2 separate regions of the Zea mays genome follow, and region 2 is linked to region 1. A link is a contact called in public Hi-C data. All regions are on one chromosome and are shown on one strand. The core of a region is the stretch at or near the end of the contact, and the rest is flanking DNA. Distances in the headings are between cores, read along the strand shown.

Region 1 (6,009 bases), core at 1,465-3,964:
CAATGCTCAGAAAACACACAACATAATATTTTTTATTGAATTAAAAATTACAAAGTACATAATAATTAAAATAAAATGACATGATAATTAAAATAAAATTACATAACTCTAATCGGACTCCTCGATCTCATCCTCATCTTCCTCCTCTTCACGTTCCGCTTCCGGTTCCTCTTCTTCGTCATCTAGCAGACCAAGTTCTTTTTCGACCATCTTTACGGCCCTGCCATGGGTACGTCTTTCAGCCGGGTCCATATCTCTGGTTGATTGGCCCTTTAGGATGTTCCATTGCTTCAAAAGCTTGGCCTTCACTAATCCACCCCACAAGTTCTTTATTTTGAATGCTTCACTTGTTGATTCGCTGCTCGTGGCTTCCTTCCCTTTCCCCTTCATCTTTGTCTTTCGCGCAGCCGCCTTTGCTCTATCACGCCCCACTGGTCGGGGCACTTCCTCCTCGGTGTCTTCAGTGCCTCCAGAACTATATTCACCAGAGACTCCGAGTCGGGTTCTCTTATTCGCAGTCGAATCAGATCCATTACCAAGACCATGCTTTGCTGACCACTTGGGCTCGTGGCGAACAACTTGCCACCAATGATGGCGCTTAAATGGATGCCCCATTTTACCCTCGAACCTCGCCATTGCTGCATCCATGACCATTGAATCGTCAGCTCCGCTCTGACGCAACCTTTCTTCTTGGAGGTAGAATCCATTGAACTTGGTCACCTCCCGGTTGTAGGTGACCCAATGATCTTTAAGTTGCTTGGCGGTTCGATGACAGATAGGGTCGGAGGTGGAGTTATATGTTGCCACTATTTGGCCCCAGAAACTTGATCCGCTCTTATTGTTGCCGGAGATGGGATCATTAGAATGCATAAACCAAGCATTAACCTACAATAAAACCTATAATATAAGTAAACTAAAAAAATCAAGATTAAATAAATGAGAAACGATTCACTCACCAGCTTTTCCTCGTCTTCCTTCGTCCACTCTAGCCTCTTTGGACGCTTTTCCTTCGGCACGGGATTTTCCTCAGCTTGGTTTTCAGATCCAACAGATAAAGGTGCAACTGGAGGAGGTGCTCCATACGTAGGTGGAGCATATGGATGAGGTGCTCCATATGGAGGTGGAGCATATGGAGCATAAGGAGGTACTCCATACGGAGGTGGAGCATATGGAGGAGGGGCGTATGGAGGTATCTGGAAAGAAGCTTGACTTCCGTCCGCAGCAGGTGGGGGAGGGGCATACGGACGTACCGGGAATGAGGCTTGAATTCCGGCTTGGGAAGTTGGAGGTTGACCATATGAAGACGATGGATATTGATACAAATGATAGGGATAAGGGTATGGTGGTGGACGTGCAGCCGGAAATAGTGCACGGGGGAGTGAGGCTGAAACATCGGAGCGACGATGTAATGAAGAAGACTCATCTAACGGAAGGGTTGTAGGTGACCCATCGGACTGCAAGAGATCCGTGAAGGTGTTCAAATCTGGGGACCAACCCGACATTGTGTGAAGAAAGGGGAGTTTGGAAGAGAAAAATGAGATGGAATGGTGTGTGGAATGAGCTCCACCCGGGTAGGGGTATATATAGAGGGATTGGGGATGAAATTTGTGATTTTTTGCAATTTTTTCGAATTTTTTGGACTCCAAACGGTAAAAAACGGCTAGTTGCAACGGCTAGCACACGTGGACCCCGCTCCCGCCCTCCTCTCGCCCGAGCACGCTCTCCAGTGCAGGCGAGAGCGAGGCGACAGGCACGCTGTCGCCGGGCGACGCGGCCATCGCCCGCTCCCGCTCTCCCGCCCCTCTCCCGTCCCACTCTCGCCCCCGTACGCTCCTCTCGCCCGTGCTTCCCGCCTGCACTGGCACCAGCCTTATAATCTCTTGTGTGCTCTCTAGGAAGTTTGTACTCGCTCTAAAAATATAGTAAGAACTCTAAAGCTTTAAACTTGCTCTATTGCACTGAGAAGGGGATAGGATTTCATGAAACCTTAGTTTTTGTGGCTTCCTCAGTAACGTGGAGATATGCTAGTGTTTGTTTTGTTATTTATTGTTATTTTTGTGCTCTACTTGTGCTGGTTATAAAATTATGAGGCATGGTGTTAAGGTTGTCTTCGGTGGACCATATAAAATAAGGGAAGGCGGCACTCAGGGATGGAGGCAGTGGCGGGGTGGACAGGGCTCGAGCCACCCTATCGCCACGAATCAATGGAGTCCCACCCGGAGCCTCTCTAACATTCGAAATTTACACAATATAATGTAGAAGGAGCTCTTATACTGTAACAGTTTAGTTTAGTCCCTTCTAATTTTTTTCTAGCTCCGTTACTCACAGTACCATAAATGATAATGTTTGATATTGTTCAGTAGAGTGAAGCTTTAAAAAAAGAGGATGAGATAATAGATAATACAGGACCTATTGGACATAGCCTAGCGTGACTCCATGTGGCCATTAGCACGATGTAGAAATTAGGATTGTTCCGGTCCTTTTTTTATATATATGGACGGAGGGCCGGAGTACTCGTACGTCGTAGTGCGTGATGCCGCGTGAGTGATCCATCGGTCCGTCCGGAGGCTGTAGGCAAAAGTACTAGTGTACTCATAGCCTACAGGTGCCAAGACGTCGCGTCACCTGATAGGTGACTGCCGTACCGTACGCTGGTGAGACGAAACGTCCCGCTCCCTGATCCACCGCGCGCATGCAGCATCTGCATGACCGACCGGCCGGCCTGAGCAGCTGCCAGGGTCGCTGCCGCACAGTGACCACACACACGTACCAGGGTACCAGCAGCTGCGGTCTACTTGTACGTAGGAGTACGTATAGACCCGTAGGACGGTAGGAGTACGTCGTAGGCGCCTGCACGCAGCACGCAGGGTCTCGAGCTAGCGGGCGCCCTGCGGCTGCCGTATGCATGCCTGCCGGCCAGGTTGCCACAGGCCACACAGCCCACAGGGGTGTCAGCTAGCTCCAAGCTTGCCATTTGCCAGGCCAGGTGCCCAATGGCACACACGCAGGTGCATGGGCGTTTCCTTGCGCCGCTCACCTTTGCCGTTCTCACGTCTCGCTCGCCGCTGTGCGCTGCCAGCGTTGTACCCGCAGCCTCTTAAATGCTCCCATGCAACAGCGCCGCTACAGCATGCTTCCATCGACTCGCTGCCTTTTTCCTGGGATTTGGTGGTGGGCTGCTGCCCGCGGCGGAAAATGGAAGCCACCGGATCAACGTTGTTTCCATGTTGCCAATTTAGACTTAAGTTTTGGCCGGGCTATTTGGAAACGGCACGGCACGGCACGACACGACGCGAAGAAAAATAGACCAGACCAGTAGGGCACCAATGGTCAGGTCGTATCGTGCCTCAAACTTAAACACGATAGATAGCATGGCACGACACGACTAGATGAGAGCTGTGTTCGGGTCGATATGGCAGGAAGTAAGGCACAAGGTAGAAAACTAGTGTTTTAGTGGTTATTTCATGCTCTAATAATTTTTATCTCTTCACAAAAGTTATACAATCTCATTTGATTTTTAACCTATAGAAAAGTTATGAATAATTTGAAGATGTATTTTTTTAGACATGTACAAGTTTTTTTCTACGTGATGTGCTTGGGCTGGCACGTAGTGCTTTTGGGCCAAGCCGGGTCTAGCTTTTAGTATCTGGGCACGGCACGACCCAGTCCGAAATTATTCAGTACCGTGCTAGCCCAAAAAAAGTTAGATCAGAGCACGATAGGCCTTGGCGGTGCTGGCTTGGCGCGACCTAAACTTTCAACTCTATCGACGCCACCACTTGGGTTGAAAAATAACTTGAGTGTCATAAACAGGGTTGGGCCTGTTCCACTCAGAGAGACTCGCCAGCCTAAATGATTTTGTGCACTTTTGCGGTTCATTGGAGCAGCGAATCAAGCCAGCTTGGTTAGGCTCGTGAGCTAGCCTCATCGATACGGTGTTACACCGTTATACTATTATATTATTGTTGTGTGGATTTATTTTCTTATTTTTATAGACTCAATGCTAGGTGTAGTCTGAAAAATGTTGCTAGATTTTTTTGGTACATAATTATATAATAATATAAGTATACCATTTATACTCTATATGTGATTTAGTGTGGAGGCTCAAGAGCTAGCTTGTGAGCTACCATCGAGTGGAACCAAGTCTCATCTTTCAGCTCACAATACAACTAAGTCGAACTGGGCCTGGCTCGCTGGTTCACCAGCTCAGGTCGACTCGTTTTCTGCCCTAGCCATCACCACCATGAGCTTTTGTCAAAGGCAACAACATTGTATCCAAATCTATTTTATGTATGTGTAGCAGTGCAGGTCTCTCACTTGCCCACTTGTTGAGACTTGAGATGTTAGATAGTAGCACAAGTAGTCTAGCAGACTAACAAATATCCATTCATTTCTTGGTGGCATACAAATATAATCAAGTTGTATTACTGTTGATTTTATGTAAGGAAACAAGAGGGAAGCAAGTGAAGTTGGTGGTCAAAGTCTACCTATGAGAGTCAACTTATTAGTGTGTCCACCTCACCTTCAGCACAAAAAATGCAGATGAAAATCAAGTGGTTGGCACTAGCACCAGTGGTGGCGGTGGCACAACAACATGGAGACCTAGAACTAAAGTTGGTGGTGTTAACACTAACCATAATACCCAAGAACCGGATGTTATTGTTGCTGGAGATATAGTAGCCCTTGATGACAAAGAAGGGGTTGTGGGTTCATCAAAGAGGGCAAAGAGGTGCACCTCTACTATGCCAATGTATTTCACCAAGCATACTATTGTCATAGAGGAGGGTGGCAAGAAGTATGAGTAGTTGTGGGTAGGGATGTTCCTAAACATTCAGAATTATATGACAAATCTAATATTTTAACATAGATATGCAAAAACAATTGGTGCTAATTTTTAGTCATGTTGTTAAGAATATTATGAAGTACAAGAATAAAATTGTTTATAATTTTTTATGTGCTTTATTTTCTCCCTACAACAAAAAAGGTGAAAAACATTGGAATCCGTATTTGTATCCATATTAAAATTTTATATCAATTACTTAATAATATATAGACCAAATTTGAGGCTTACTTTTAATGAATATTAATAGGCTCAATGCTAAAAACAAGAATATAAATTTACATAGCAAAATCTATATGTTATTTGTTCACAATTGATTAAAGAAGACCAAAAAATTAACCATCGAATAAGTATCTGGATCCATCCCTAGTTGTGGGGCAATTGCAATTTCTCAAATTCCAAGTAGAGCTACAAGGCTGAGTCTAACAATGAAACAAATGCATTTCATAATCATTTGAAGTCACAACATAGTATTCTGAAAGGGAAGTTGCAACTTAGGGCTAAAACAGACCTTGATAAAGATGTTACCAATGGTGTTCCTTATAAGCTTGATTATGAGACAACTCTCAAAAGGTTCTATTCGACAATAATCATACATGAGTACCCATTCAAAATTGTTGAGCATGACTACTTTGTTGATTCATCTATTCCATGTGTCTTAGATTTACATTCAAGCCTAGAGTCACTGGTAGAATAAAGGGTATTTGTGTGCCACATTGCATTGAATAAATGATGAGTGGCGTATTCAAAGGAGAGTTGTGGGTTTCTTTCACGTGGAAGGAAGTCATACTTGTCATAAGTTTTTAGAGACAGTTTACTAAATTGAAGTCATGGTTTAAGTGGATTGTTGATAACAAGTTGTTTGTCTTGACTTTAGACAATGCATAGAATATTTTTGTGGTGGCCAATGGTATTATTATTGATTTTCAAGTGAATAGACAAGCTTATTTGGTGTGTCATGGGATGTTTTTATATTTTATTTTCTTGTCACATACTTAATTTGGTTGCAAGATATGGGTTGGTTGTTATTTCTAAAGCACTTGGGAAGATTAAAGCCTTGATACTGACTATGAAGGGTTATCCTTACAATGAGAAGAGCTTATGAAGTGTGCTATTGAGTGTGGGTTGGATACAATAAAGGGAATTCAACAAGATGGAACTCAACATAT
Region 2 (6,009 bases), core at 981-3,480, 140 kb before region 1:
TCTACATACTCAATGCTCATCATTCGTTTCATTCACGCACGTACCTGCCTACCTGGTATGGCCGAGAGGACAGGAAAGACGACGAGCGAGCGGTGGGGTGGACAGACCCCATCGGGGACCATGCATGTGGCTCGCTCATCCATCCCGGCCTCTCGCCCCGCCCGGTTTATTAATTTCTCCCCTCGCACGACGTGTTGTTCCGAGAGCGAGCGGTCGGGACGCGACGACCGCTGCTGGGCGACTGGACCCATGCATCGCATGATGCGCGCCATGTACGCCGACGCCGACACCGTCCGTCCGTCCGGTAGGTCCACCGATATTTGTGTGTGTGTGTGTGTGTTTAGCTCCCCCCACCCTCTCAAAAACCCATGTTCATATTCGTATTAGGGCTATTATCGTGTTTAAATCATACGGTTTGAGGTTATGCAAATCAACACTACATGTCATAAGGTGAGTTATTACGGTACGTCGGTACAAATAGGCGCGGACGTGACCGTAGTTCTGGGGTTATGCTGTGATATTAACGCTATAGATCTTGATTTCGACCTCGACGACAATAATATATACTCCCTCTGTTTCTTTTTAGTTGTCGCTGGATAGTTCAATTTTGCACTATCCAACGTCAACTAAAATAAAACGGAGGGAGTAGTCTATAGTGCTGAACTCCAATTTAGATGAATTTAGCCAACTGTCTGGCACAGGCGGACCTCGCATGTTTCTCATCTCTCTCCTTCACTGCCTAATTCTTTTAATCTTCTCCAATCAGTTAATTCAACCTTGGATGCTTGTATTTGATCAATAGACCTTTGATAGCGAGGTATACCTCCCTTCTACTCAATTTATAAACGTTATTTTGGTCTATGTTAAGTGTATTCTGTAACCCTGGTTATATGGGTTGAATCAGTTTTTGTTTTGATGTACAAGCAGATTTGTTTAGGTAGATTAATTACGCTTATAGGCACATGCTTAGTAAGTGTACCTTTGTTTCTCCTAAACCTATATTTATCTTCCTAGAGTTAACAATCTATCATCGTTTATAGCACATATATTAGAAGTTTTGTTTCACCGAGCGGGTCTACGGATCTAAGTATCGTTGGGCAGAGCTTAGCCAAGGCAAAAGGGGCCGATCCTATGGCTGTGTGATTGTGGCGTTGAAGCTCACTACAACCTAGTTCATTCGAATCTTATAATAGGTCATTAGAGCGATCATATGGTTGATTGTGATGAGCTTGGTTATACGTCATAAGAAAACTTCTTGTGCCATGTAGTGACTATTTTTTTTTCAATAGATCACTAGAAACGAATATACTATAATTTTTTTTAAAAAAAAATCCGGTGTAGGCCCCGGGCCTCCTGCAATACGGACACGAATGATGGCGTGGGTACGACGTCGATGCCTGTGTGTGTAGTGTGCCAGGCTGCCATGATGGCAGCCGGTATTAGTCCTAATCGTCCCGACGTACGTTCGTACGTACGTGACACAGTTGTTTGTTTCAGTTGTTCTTCCCCAGCTGGTGCTAGCAGTACTGGACTGGACGGTGTGGTGGTGGTGAGGCCAGAAGCAGAAGAGACAACCGCCCCGCTACGCACGCCGGCGGTGCCCCCCTGCCAGTGCCAGTGCCGGTGCCGGTGCCGGGCCCGCCGCCCCCGCCCGGCGCGCGCGGGGAGGCGGGGCCCCACTCGCTGTCCCGGGCGGGTCGCACTGCAGGACTGGACTAGTGAGTGAGGACTGACGGACAGCGACGTTACCCGTCCGTCCGTCCGCCCCTTCCTTCCTGCTGTCAACAATGCTGAGTACTGACGGACAGCAACGGCGCGCCAAGGCTTCTGTTGCTGTTGAGCAGGCGGCAAGATACTCCTGCTAGCTCGCGCAGCAGCGGCCTGTCGATCAGGTCCGTGTCCGTCCTCATGTGTGCCGATGCTAGCAGTTTAGACTAATGCAACTGTAATTTAAACTATAGAAGCAGTAGAAATCAATATGGATTAAAGTAAAGCCGAATAAGGAGCTTTTAGAAAATGTAGGACGTACGGTCAGTTATTTCGGTCGGGATGGGTATGTACCCTTCTCTCCAGCTCGGCTCCCCGTGGCGTCGCGTATCCCATGATTCCCATCAGACTATCAGAGCAGGGCCTGCAGCAGAGCAGCCGGGTGGCCGAGCAGAGATCTCTGGGCCTCTGGCCCATGCATGCACGTCGTGGCCAGAAACACGGACTGTGCTCTCCCCGGAGGCCTGGACACACCACCATGCTGCTGGTCCCTCATGCCATGCATGGATCGTCGTAGCCACCGCGCCGTGCAGCTGTGCCTGTGGCAGCCGCAGGCAGGGTCGTCGTCGTCGTCGCCTCGTCGGCTCGTGCTGCTGCTGGATCCGTCGCTATCATCCATGCGTCCACTCGTGCCGTGCCGAAGAGCCGCTCGCGCGCGTGTGGGCCGGGCCGCCGGACCGAGTGGCAGGCTAGCAGTAGCAGGGGCATAGCCAGCGCGACGCGCTGACGTGGCAAAGGAGTCTGTGCTACTGCCTAATGTATGTATATAGATAGAATCTATAAATCTCTGCGCTGCTCAAGGTACTACGTAGCATATTGACAGGACGGAGCGAGAGAGAAAAAAAGGAGATATAATCTCACTAAAATCACTCATAATTAGGGATGGTAATAGTCTCTAAATTTTACACTATAAATTTTTTAGACACTCACCTTGTCAGTATTCTTCCTGAGTTTGCGCCAGCACCCCCCAAACCCTAGGGTTGTCAGACACCACCGCCAGCGGCGGCCCACCCCTCTCTGTCCCCTCGCCCCCCTCTTCCTCGACGCCGGTGCTGCCATCTTCTTTGCCTCCCGCCGGTTGGATCCTTCGGACGCCGGTCGTGTCTCTATCTAGTCACCGCTGCCCCTAGGGCCAAGCCCCCAAATCCTATAGGCCCCATAGCTTACAATTAATTATATAGCTAACAAGATACTTAATGTTGAGTTAAATAATCTAATCTCTAAGTTGAGAGTTTTGAAGTTAAGTTTGCTAGAACCACCTATGTCTTCTACGAAGATATTTAAGTATGTCAATAAGATGGATTACTATCATAATGTTTCTCTAGCTTATAAAATATTATTTACTATACCTGTCATGGTGGCATCGAATAAAAATGAGTTTTTTTATATTCAAATAATTGAAGAATTGTATGAGGTCTATAAAATCTCTCAAGAACGATTGAATCATTTGGCCATCTTGCATATTGAGAAAAAATATTAGATAAGATTAATATTAACACAATCATTGATGATTTTGTCTCAAGAAATGTTAGAAGAAACTTTTGAGGTATTGTAAAATTTATTTGATATAATATTTTTATATCACATTAATTGTTATCAATATAATATAACATTATATATATGTACACTAAAAAATATTAACCTATATATGAGGCCTAATTTTTATGTTCGCCCCGAGCCACCGAAATCTTAGCTCTAGCCCTGCCTGTCCCGACCGCCACGCCTCTCGCCGACCAGTCCTGGCGCGCGTCGGGCTAACCGCCTCCCTCTAGCTAGATCCACCTGACGCCGGCCTCTGGTCGCTTCTGCTCCTCTGTCTGGGTTTCCTCATCGTCGCGCATCGTGGCACCGTGCTGCTAGATCCGGCCACCAGCCTCATCGCTACCGTGGGACCCTGGCCGTGATCGCCAGATCCCACCACCCTAGTGCCGGATCCATCCTCCTGGTGCTGGGTCTGTTCCGACAGGATCTATGTGTAGTGGCACTCTTAGCGTGGCATCGACGGTTTGCACAGCGCGTGGTGACGCTCATGGCACCACCACATCAACAGCTTGCCGCATGTCGGCGCACTCGTGGCACCGCGGCTCGCGCGCAACACACGTGGCCAGCTCCATTGGCAGCTCAGCCCCTGCCACTATAGTGGGCGTCGGCTTTAGCAGATTCTGCTCCCTTGGGCCCTCATCGTCTCCTCGCCTTCATGGTTGCACTTCTACCGTCGACCGTCATCGTCGTCTCTGGTCGCCTGAGAGGAGTATGGTCTGGGCCTCCTTCCTCGTTGCCAGGAGACCGGGGTTTGGGGTAACCATGCGAAAGCCATGCCATATGTAGTATGTGCAGCGACAGTGACGCCTTCGAAGCCGCTAACCTCCTTGGAGACGTCGTTAGGGACCCCTTAGCTTTCCCAACTCCTCCAGGTATCGCCATGGAGGACTCATGTTGCGCTCGAAAATTTGCCATCGTCATGTTCTTGTAGGTCTCTTATGCCATCGTTGAAAGGGAATGTACCTTTCGGCCATTTCTATAAATGTTTTGGTGATTATATGCTCAACACATATTGTTTTGTGTAAAGTGTCAAAGAGATGCAAATGAAAAAGCAAGGTATGACTTTAGCCTTAGTAAATTGTTTTTTGTACTGACATTATTCTACTAGGTGCTAGAAACCTTGTCAAATCAAGAGAATTTGGATTGTAGAAGTTTGGCTCAAGCAAGTCAGACTTGCACCAGCCTGTGGTGCACCGGACTGTCCGGTGTGCATCGGACAGTGTCCGGTGCCCAGGCTGGCGCCCCGGCGAACAGGCCGCTCTTGGGAAAAACTCAGCGCACCGCATCTATAATTCACGGGACTGTCTGGTATACACCAGACTGTCCAGTGAGTCAGCCGCGCCCAAGCCAACGGACGGCTGCGTGATCAGCGGGCAACACGTGGACTTCACCAACGGTCGGAAGGTTACACCAGACTGTCCGGTGTGCCACGAGCGCCGTGGCTCCAACGGTCGACTTCGCCACAGAGGTCAGAAATGGTCAGAAGGTCAGAAATCGTCAGAAAAACTCAGTGACGGCCAGAAGGTCGCAACGGTCAGAAGGTCGCACTAGACTGTCTGGTGTGCCACCGGACTGTCCGGTACGCCACAGGGGCCGATGGCTGCAGCGGTCGACTCCACTAGAAAAGGAAGGAAATCGTGCATTGTTTACTGTCTGGTGGTGCATATTCTCTATAAAAAATATGCGGGTTATGATGCATTCATTGTTCCACCCGTAACCGAGCTTAGTTTTAGTCTTTGTGAAGTGTGACGAGAGTGCGACCAAATTATTAATGTTGTATGCTGCTTCTTCCCGTACAGCAGCCAGCATAGAGAAGCTGAAAACTGCATGATGGCATGAGATAAGAACAGGCTGAGAACAGGCAGCGCAAGGACTATAGTCTCTCCAATAATATATGAATATGCTAACCATACTATTTTTTATCAAGATAAAAATAGCACTCCGATATTATTGTTTAGAGAATGCGGTGTGCTACATGCATGCTAGCATCGAATAAAATTAATCGGGTAAAACATGATCGCTTGGAAAGTAGATGATCATAAGATTACACCATTTGTCGCACACCCCGGCCCCCAACGGAAGACTTGGTGAACCACACGTACTGGATGTAGTCGGTAGCGCAAAGTAGACGTACGACGTGACATACTTGTCGGCGTTTCGAGACCGGGGGTCCCTGGACCGACGAGTGAATTGTCGCCGCGTGCCCCAGCCCAGATGGGTCGGCGCGAGACGGAGCGCGAAGGGGGGAAAGGCAGCCGGAGGGAGACGAGCGTGAGAGGTGGAAATCCCGCGGCCTTCGTGTTTGTCCCGCGCCCGAGTCGGGTGCGCTAGCAGTAGGGGGTTAAAAGCGTCCACGCGGGAGGGAGCGAGCGGCCTCACGCGAGCGCCTGTCCCGTCCTTCCCCGCGCGGCCAACCCTCTGTAAGAGGGCCCTGGTCCTTCCTTTTATAGGCGCAAGGAGAGGATCCAGGTGTACAATGGGGGTGTAGCAGTGTGCTAACGTGTCTAGCGGAGGAGAGCTAGCGCCCTAAGTACATGCCATCGTGGCAGCCGGAGAGGTTTTGGCACCCGGTTCGTGTGGTGTCGTGGCCGTCGGAGGAGCGCTGGAGCCTGGCGGAAGGACAGCTGTCGGGGCTGTCGAGTCCTTGCTGACGTCCTCTTGCTTCCGTAAGGGGGCTGGGAGCCGCCGTCGTCATAGAGC

Evidence for each region. A called contact is a pair of places that touch in the nucleus more often than the background predicts.
Region 2: a contact with region 1 is called in a Hi-C map of tassel, with 4 times the contacts expected there. The contact joins two enhancer-like sites. A contact is called at or near these places in 2 of 25 Hi-C or Micro-C datasets (ear and tassel).

The regions. Positions count from the first base shown.
Region 1 is chr1:158,752,871-158,758,879 of Zm-B73-REFERENCE-NAM-5.0, reverse strand. No RefSeq gene overlaps it. Among protein-coding and RNA genes, the nearest start is that of LOC542488, 79 kb to the right of the region's middle. Within about 2 kb of position 2,714, at least 11 of the 20 cell types and tissues checked have an H3K27ac peak or open chromatin away from gene starts, as enhancers often do. A contact at or near this core is called in ear and tassel, where this site is marked.
Region 2 is chr1:158,891,147-158,897,155 of Zm-B73-REFERENCE-NAM-5.0, reverse strand. No RefSeq gene overlaps it. Among protein-coding and RNA genes, the nearest start is that of LOC100283836, 10 kb to the left of the region's middle. Within about 2 kb of position 2,230, at least 15 of the 20 cell types and tissues checked have an H3K27ac peak or open chromatin away from gene starts, as enhancers often do. A contact at or near this core is called in ear and tassel, where this site is marked.